Linked DNA regions of Mus musculus: region 1 is linked to region 2. The links are chromatin contacts, called in public promoter capture Hi-C maps. All regions are on one chromosome and are shown on one strand. The core of a region is the stretch at or near the end of the contact, and the rest is flanking DNA. Distances in the headings are between cores, read along the strand shown.

Region 1 (4,436 bases), core at 1,296-3,795, 480 kb after region 2:
GAAAAGCATGCTTGATTTTTTTCTTTTTTACTCCAAACTATTTCCTCAGTTTGCTTTCTTTATCCCTTGCTACTTCTGTCTGAACTGAGCCAATAATAATTAAAAGAGCAGATGGCTCTGCTAATCAGATGTCGCCTGGTAACGCCACATAAAGAACCTGTCTAGGCTGTGCCTGCCACCTCGCACTGACAGCCGCACCCCCGCATGATGGTTCCTCAAGATGGCTTGCACAGCAGTGTTGAAAAGTCAGGAGACTGGAGTAAGAATCTAAGTTCTCAGTCTAGAGTGTTATGTGATGATCCTGGAAATGAATATATAACGTTTTAGAAACTGGAACGCTCAAATAGCATTAACGAAATTAGAAGGGGAAATAGGGTGACTTTCAAGCTCTCAATTTCTCTTAGTTCAGATGTAGGTCAGAGAGGAATTAGACTCCTGGCAGGGCTCTGCTATGCCCTCCATTCTCTGTGTTAGAGCCACCAGCAGGAGCTGCAGATGGGACCCCAGAGAACAGCCTGGGGACAATGGCCCCTTGAAGAACTGCATTGGCAGCTTTTATCTGAGAGAGCTGAAGGAGGGGTGGTGGCTTAAGATGGCTGGTATGAAGGTACAGCTAAAACATTCTCTGCCTAACATATTTTTAAGTTCTCTGACTTTGCCGTTATTTGGAAACAAGGTCATTGTAGTGGACTACCTCAGGACGAATCCCATGGGTGAGAGGGCCTGATGCTCCGTGATAGGATGTGAAAGTTCAGGCACAGAAATACCTGAGGACCAATGGAAATCCTGACAACATGGCTGACTGAAGCAGCCTGCTCAGGAGCTGATCTGCACTTGGAGGAACAGCCTGTTTCAAAGACTCCTGTGAGGGGAGTGAGAGGAAGAGGCAGGAGACAAAGAGCCCAGGGCAGTGACAAGAGGCACCAGAGGGGAGGACTTTGGAAAGCCACACTGGCCACTGTAGCCTCAGCCCTGTGTTTTCTACTGCATAGCCCGGGGTGTCCATGGTGCTTACAGTCTGGCTTTCCAGGGTCACACCAGGATGATGCTATTTCCCTGGGAGTACTGTTGCATGAAGTGTGGGAAAATCTGGGCTGTGTCACAATCTAACTATGCAAGATCCTCCATTAGCCATAACATTAAATAACCTGCTTGCAACAGCTATCAATGTATAATGTACACTTAAAAGACACTCTCAACTATTCCCCAGGACAAAATCAAAGACTAGGCTAAATGGAAATATGCCACATGTTCTAAGAACAGATGATTTGATGTTGTGAAAGTGTCAATTTTCTGAAAATACAAAGAAAGCAACTCATCTTCCTCCATTTCTGGACAAAGCCCAGTTAGAAGTCAACTGCATTGATGTCAATTAAAGCATGCTATTTCCATCCAGGAGACTAGAAAATTCTAAAGATATTTGAGAATACGTAATCTTGGTGGGGGGTAGAGGGAAATAAACATGTCTTATGGCATATAAACTGGCGAAACATTCCTGGGGAACCACTTGTGTGATTATTTTTAGTTGTAAGTACTCCCTATACTTCAACCCAGTGGGTCCTCTCCAAAGGCTCTGTCCTAAGTAAATTCATAGATTTAGCTATATAAAAATATAACTCAAAATACTCTTTCTGACACTTCAGAAAGAGTAGAATGAAATTTAGGGGTATTGAGTTAATTAGTAAGCTCATACTCATAGTGGTTAAAAAGGATAGTAAGGTAGAATTGCCAAAGTTCTGGAAAGATCTTCAAGGTAATCTATATGATACATAATGTACTATATATGTGCATATATAAATATAAATTTACATATGCAAATGAACAGAGGTACAGAAGTAGCAGATACTGAAGTGAGTTGGGGGAGGAGCAGACTACATTCTCTTTCTTATGCCCCCATTCCTTGCTATCACAGACACTGACTGGGGCAGTCTGCTCCAAGAGGAGTCAGTGGGTGTGGCTCACAGCATATGCATTACAAAGCCCTGGTAACTTGGAGACACAGGAGGATCAGGAAGGCTAGGGTGGCACAGACGTGTCAAAGGTGGCCTAATTTCTCTTGTTTTCCAGGCTAGCCCACTGGTGGGCATGGATGTAGCAGAGAGAAACACTTTCAACATTTCTTCCATCTTTGTCATCCCTGCTTTCTAAACACCTAAGCAGCCATGTTCCCACCTCCTTATCCCCGCTCAGCTGTGGCCGCTTCCTTCCTGCCTGACTTTGCACCAACTGCATCACCATTGGCCTGTGACAGCAGCTTCTCTTTTCCTTCCTGTTCCTGTCCTTTCCTGTTTACCTTGTATTAAATGGCTGGGTATTCAGGAAGAACAAATCTGAGGTGCCCCCCCACACACACACAAAATAATAATAATAAGATCAGGAAATAAGGCATTCTGGTTCAGGCAGTGACCTCCCCTCACCAGAAGGTTGTAAACTGTGATGTCAAGGAAGGGCGGAAGGGTGACATTGAGGCAGCCCAGGCACAGCCCAGGCTAAGCTGCACAGAGAAATCACTGAACCAGTAGTAATGGTGCACCCTCTGTAGTTGGGGGAGGGGAGCATGTGGAACCAGCTCAAACCCTACCCTGGCTTCTAAGTCCAGAGTCATCTAGCATATGTATGTTAAACACTCCGAGAGCAATCTCACAAAGACATTTTCCTCCTGTAACTAAGACTTGCTCAGTGTACTTCTCCCACAGTTAAATGAGGCTCAATTACACACTGCTAATTTAAGCCCGCACACTGCATTCAACTGTGCACCTAATTACCCTGTTTAGTTTGTTAATGATCAGAGCTTTGCCTGTGCAGATCTTAGAGTCTGCCATTAATCTTTACTCTAGTTAGATTTCTTGTGATTTTTTTTTCCAGAATAAATCCTTCAGAAAATAAAATGACATTAGACTTTTAAAAAAGGGATTATTTAAGGATTAATAATAACAACCAATGAAACTCAAATAACTGGAACAGTACTCGTTGGTTTACATGATGAGGGGACACTTGTCAGTCACTACAGGGCCACTCATGTCTAGGAAGAAATGTTTCAGTTAGAGGCAAGAATAGCAATTAGACAAAGGAGAGAAAAGAAACAGAGGACTGCACAGAAGGACAAAGAAATGAGCCTGGACAGAGGAGAGTGCTTCCCCAGGAGGGAGGGGGCCTTGTCTGGTGTCTGAGGATTAGACAGTCAGGATGAGACACAGAGAATGTGTCTGGTTGGAGAAAATTATGGAAGTTTCATGGGCTTAAATTAAGATATATTTTGAAAACACAGACTCCAGGACAGAGTGTTGGTCTGGATGCTAGGGTGAGGGAGAGGATAATGGGAAGTTTTCTCCTGGGATCTGGGGCATGTTCTTGCACATGGTGGGCTGTGTAAGAGCCACCTCTACTCGGTGGGGAGGATGACAAGGAAGGACAGAGAAGGACTAGGTCGGGTAGATTAGTGTTTAAAGACAAGTAAACAGGCAATGTTCCCTGAGGCTATGCTGGAAGGACATGTTTCCTGTGGGCAATATCTTCCAGTTGTGATATGCACTTTGCCATGAAGAGTGGAATCACCGACCTTCAGGAAATAAGTAAGGCTGGAGATCATTGTGTTAAAAGTGCCCTCCAAAAGACCCAACAAGCAGCTGAAAGAGTCAGATGCAGTTATTTGCACCCAACCAATGGACAGAAGCAGCTGACCTCTGTTGTTGAATTAGGGAATGCTGAAAGAAGAAGGGTGATCCTGTAGGAGGACCAGCAGTCTTAATTAATCTGGACCCCAGAGATCTTTCCAACACTGGACCACTAAACAGACAGCATACACCAGCTAATATGAGGCCCCCAACATACATACATATAGTAGAGGACTGCTGGGTCTGTGTTCATTCAGAGATGATGCACCTAAACCACAAGAGACTGGAGGCCCCAGACAGTTTAGAGGTCAGGTGGAGTGGGGGGTGGGGGCATCCACGTGGAGACAGGGTTGGGTGGGGAGGAGGTGTGGGATGTTGAACAGTCAGAGGGTGGATGGGGAGGGGTGGGGAATGGAATATGGGGTGTGAAAATGAACTACAAATAAAATTAAATGAAAAACAAAGTGCCCAGATACTGGGTGAATCTGGGAGCAATCAGAGATAAGTCAGGAGTGAGTATGATGAAGATACATTGTGTGACATTCTCAGAGAATTACTATAAATATTAATTAATTAAATTAGTACAAATATATTAAAGTAACGGAAAGATGGGTATTATGTTTTCTCTCACATACGGAGACGGAATAAAATGAAATTTACTGGGGAGATGGCTCAGTAGGTACAGTATTTGCTGTGTATGAATAAGGACAGATTTAGATTCCCTGCATCCACCTACAAGCCTAGCATGGTGGCATGCCTTTGTAACCCTAGCGCTGGGAAACAGAGCAGGAGGATCCTTAGAGCTTATTGGCCAGTCAGACT
Region 2 (4,548 bases), core at 18-2,517:
ATCTCTCAAACGCACACAGTGCCTCAGGACAGCAGACCTTCAGACATGTTTGTAAAGATCCCTAGGTAGTGTTTTCTGGAATAGGAGCATCTCTGAGAGAGAGGGTCTCATGGGGGTTGGAAGGAGGAGGTCACGGTCCATGCTCAGTCTTCCAGGAAGGACTCCAGGCTGCAGTCCGTGTTCATTTCTCTGGGGGCTGGCAGGAGTGGGGTTCACAGTGCACACTTGGACTTCTAGGGGCTGGCAGGAGGGGACCTCTATCCAGGCTCCTTCCTCCTGGTGCTGCTGAGACGCCTGCGGGGAGGTGTTACAAACGCTCTGCAGGGAAATGAGATCCGCAGACAAAAGGATCTCTATCTAGTTGCAAAGGGAGGAAGGGATAGTTTATCCTGAGACAAATGTGCATGACGCCGGCCAGGGAAACCAGATTCAGTTTCCCTTGAAAGACGGGTTCCATGGTGGACTTTCAATCACAGAACAAAGAACAGTCATGAATCAGACGCGTTGTTGGGGACGTCGGGTAGGCGCTTTCCTGCGACACTGAAAAGTCCGAGTTACAGGTTTCAGGCCCTATCTGACAACATTCTTAGGTCTTAGTTTGGTGGAAGCAACGGTCGGCTAAGTTAATAATCCAAAAGTTTTCATTGATAAGCCAAAAGGATGCTACAGACACAGAGGTGGGTGATAAATGGCTACAAAGGCGACTATAGGTAGCCCAGGATAAGTTGGCACTACAACATTCCAACTCCCCACGATCAGGGATTTCTATTCAGCCAATCAATCTGCAGTCTTCATGCTTTTCCTCTAGGAACTTCAGCTCTCGCCCATGCGGGCTGGACTGTAAAGCCCAGCTCACTTATCTCGAAGGCTGTCCTGTTGGCTTGCAGGAGAGGGAACCGGTTCCACCAGGCCTTGGGCCTCTGCTAGAGGCAGGTGGATGGCCAGGCCAAGGTATTTTGGCACAGTCTTTGGGGCTGACTGAGCCGGTCAGACTCTGGCTGGTGGCGAAGGGCGATTGAACCAGGATATGGGCAGCCTTGACCCTTAAGGACTGGAAAAAGGCTCGGCGGAGGAAGAGTGGAGGCTCCGCCTCTGTTTCTTAGCCTGAGCCTGGACTTCCTGTGTTTGGACTGGGTAATGGTTAAGAAGGAAAGTCACCGCAGCTAGGGGCGCTTACACCTGTCTGCACCTCCTGGTTTATAGCCTGGGCACTGACTGGATAGGGCCACTTGGCAAGGAACTTCCTGTTCCTGGGTGAGGAGTGTCCAGTCAGAAGTGTTCCCGTGTTTCTATAGAGAGCAGCCAGAAGCCGGGAAGCCCTGTGTGAACGAGATACAGAGATTTACCTGCCTGAGGTAAGGGAGGCAACGCCACTGTGAGGCTCTCCTGTAAGGGGTGTTCGTTCGCCCGGTGGGTTTCTCCTCCGGGCTCTCTGGGTACTTGGTAGGCTCTCCACAAAAATACACAGTGTTTGCCTTTCAGCTTCCACTGGGTTGAAAATTAAACAGGAAGGGTGTTCTCAGGGTTTAAAAATCCCAGTAATTTGTGATGGAGTGCCCGTCTTGCACAGAGCTGTTCTGGGGTTATGCTAGGGCTCTGCTGGAATTCAGGGGAGGGTCTCAGGATCCAGACGTTGGGAAAGCGGTCTCCTCATTCCTTAGACAAACTTGTAAAGGCCCTCTCCCCTCATGGGGAGCACAATGTTCTATTGCCACTGGGTATTCTGAGAGGGCAGATTACGGGAGAGTGAGGAGTCGGGACCCTGGTGAGGGAAAAGACCCCAGGGAAGAGGGACACCACGGTGAGGAAGCAGTTCTGAACGCAGGTGCACGGAGTTTCGGGTTCCATAGTGTAGCGGAAACGCTGGGACTGGAGGAAGCCCCTTGCTCAGTGGAACTCCAGCCAAGCCTACTGTCCCCGAGAAGCCCTTGGTCCCTGCTCCCTGAAACAATATATTCAGACCCTTTGGAAGTCTCAGTATAAAATATTTTGAGTAGCTCAGAAACGAGGGGTTATGAGGCAGCAGATTCATGGTCTCTCTGTCAATCTACGGGGGAGACATGTCAGATTTTCTGAGTGTTTTTTTCCCCCTTGTCAGGCCAGTGAGGAGTGGGTAGGAGATTAGCACAACTTAATAAGACTTATATTTTTGGAACGATGACAGTTTTTCAACATAAAGTAGGTTATTCAAAGCTTTCCGAGGCAAAATGAATGAGAAGTTGAGTTTCAGGTTTGGGTCAACCCCCCACAGAGGTATTATTATCTAAGGATTTCTGACCTAGGCCCCCACTTAATTGAAGTTACATGTGTGACTTTTGTCTACACTGTAACTATCCCCCTTTTGACATTGTCAACCGTGGCAGCACAGTCTCTCAGAGGCTGTGTCCATATGTATCACCTTCTGTGGCAGTGGTCTCACTGCTGGCTTCTGGCTTCTGCTTCTGGCCTGGGACAACTGTGGGGCAGCTGGGACAGCTGATGATGTGAAGGTGTCAGGCAGAAAGCTCCCAAAGGGAGTTCTTCCTGGGTTAAGGAATGTGCCCTTTTGCTGTAGCCGTTCCAGCTCATCTATCAGTGTTGAAACATTTCCTCATGGCCTTTGCCCTCATGACCTTTGCCCATCCCTCACTGTAGTTTCGATAATGGTGAGTGGCTCTCCGTAAAATAGGCATCATTCAGGCTGGGAATGGCAGCACGCACTTGTAATCACAGCATTTGGGACATGAGGAGCAGGAGGGTGAGGAGCTTCAGGCAAGCCTCTGCTCCAAAGGGTCTTTCAGTCCAGCCTGGGCTACACAAGATCCTATCTCAAAACAAAACTGAAACAAAATAACCAAAACAAACACCACAACAAATGGAGTGTGGCTTTCAGAGGTGGGCAGCTCAATTTCCCTTCCTTTCCTGCTGACCCCGGCATTCCAGGTGACTGATGAAGCAATTTCCTTGCGGACCTGTGTTAATTGAGCTTGAAAATTAGCAAATGATTTATTTGCCACTTTGTGAGACTGGATCTGGGCTCAGGGTTCAGTCTCAGAAGGCTGTGACTTCAGCAGCATCGTGGTTGCCAGGAGACCCCATGGAGGAGGCATGCTCTCCAGTTCTGTTGAGTGCTTCAGGCCCACAGTGGGACCGTGTTCTAAAGTAGGGAATGTGCGTTGTTAGTGTTCAGTGTGCATGCTAAGGGTTGCAAGGCATCAGAGAGACAAATGGTGAAGCCTCACTGTCTTCCCTTTTCCTGAGCTGGGGTACCTGGGAATGAGTCTCAGGCTTGAGCATCACGAGGCTCAAGGCCAGGTCATGTCCCTCAGGGATTCTCTGAGGTGAGCTGCACCAGAGTTCCCAGGGGTCTGTGTAACCGCAGGGTCAGGCACAGTTTTCCTCTGTGATGGCCCCAAAATGCATACTCTGAGAGAGCACTGCTCTGCCTAGGACACGATGCCACAGAAGGATCCAGAGGGTGTGAGCTGCACAGTAGATCCTCTTGGCTCTAAACATCACTGTTCCCTTCTTCTTTTAGGTAAGGAAGATCATGCTGAGATGGAGGGCAGCTGGAGAGATGTCCTGGCTGTGCTGGTCATCCTGGCTCAGCTGACAGGTAGGTACAGTAGGTAGGCAGGCTGTTTACAAACTTCAGAAGCAAGGCAGGATGAGCAAATGATGCAGTAGGGCAGGCTAGAGATGGTCCTCCTCAGGCACTCCCTCCAGGTGGTCCTCCTTAGGTATTCCCTCCAGGTGGTCCTCCTCAGGCACTCCCTCCAGGTGGTCCTCCTCAGGTACTCCCTCCAGGTGGTCCTCCTCGGGTATTCCCTCCAGGTGGTCCTCTTCAGGTCACCCCTATAGGCAATCCTTTTCAGGTACTTTCCCCAACTTTCTGTTTCATGGCCACCTCCTCAGTAGCTCTCATTCCTGCCATTGTTACTCTGCCCTTGGGGACCTTCTGCCTCTGACCTCCACAAGGTCCCCTCAGGGCTTTCTCTAAGCTTATCCCATTAGGTCCATGAGGTTGTCACATGAATTGTTTCAGTTATTGTTATATTCTTCCCACTTGCTTCCCACCTCTTCAATCTCTGTATCTCTCAAGGAAAAGCTGGCTCAGGCGTTTCCTCTGTCTGGAAGCCTTCTTGACTCTTGTGATATCTAGGGTGGGTTCTCCAAGCCTCCCTAAGAGTATGGCAATTCTCTGAGCCTCACCATAGCTTGTCACTAGGAGTCCTTTAGGGCATCAGCTGGGGTGAACTCCAGTGGATCTAAGTAGACTGGGCTGAGCTGACTCTGGAGGTCTCAAAATCCCCAGAGTCTGTGCTCTCAGCTTGGGATTAATTAGGTCTTGACTGCTTGCCCACTGCCTCTGGCTTCTCATTTCTCTGTGTCTCCCATGATGGCAACTTGAAGGTCAGAACTGATACACAGACATTTGCAGGCCAAGGTACCCTGGACAAATTGTCACACACTGAATCATCCTTGTGTCTGGAGACAAGACACCCAGTGAAAAGCTCCGTCTGTCTCCCTCCTCCCCAAATGCCCACAGTTCCAGGAGCCGCATGGGCG

The links. Promoter capture Hi-C pulls out the DNA fragments that hold promoters and counts their contacts.
Region 1: a promoter capture Hi-C map of embryonic stem cells shows a contact between it and region 2, with 2.3 times the contacts expected there. The contact joins the enhancer-like site here to the promoter of Igsf5 in region 2. A contact is called at or near these places in 6 of 39 promoter capture datasets (embryonic stem cells, frontonasal cranial neural crest, liver and 2 more), 1 of 484 Hi-C or Micro-C datasets (the N1E-115 cell line) and 2 of 115 datasets of contacts at active chromatin or transcription factors (embryonic stem cells and large pre-B cells).

What each region holds. Positions count from the first base shown.
Region 1 is chr16:96,843,711-96,848,146 of GRCm38.p6, forward strand. The region is part of intron 3 of Dscam (DS cell adhesion molecule); the gene reads right to left. Among named protein-coding and RNA genes, the nearest start is that of Gm32432, 36 kb to the right of the region's middle. RefSeq lists an enhancer at 1,890-4,258. Within about 2 kb of position 2,546, at least 27 of the 459 cell types and tissues checked have an H3K27ac peak or open chromatin away from gene starts, as enhancers often do. A contact at or near this core is called in embryonic stem cells, where this site is marked.
Region 2 is chr16:96,360,490-96,365,037 of GRCm38.p6, forward strand. Igsf5 (immunoglobulin superfamily, member 5) reads left to right here and starts at 1,268. Exons shown (of 9, transcript NM_001177887.1): 1 at 1,268-1,355; 2 at 3,518-3,595. The coding sequence starts at 3,538.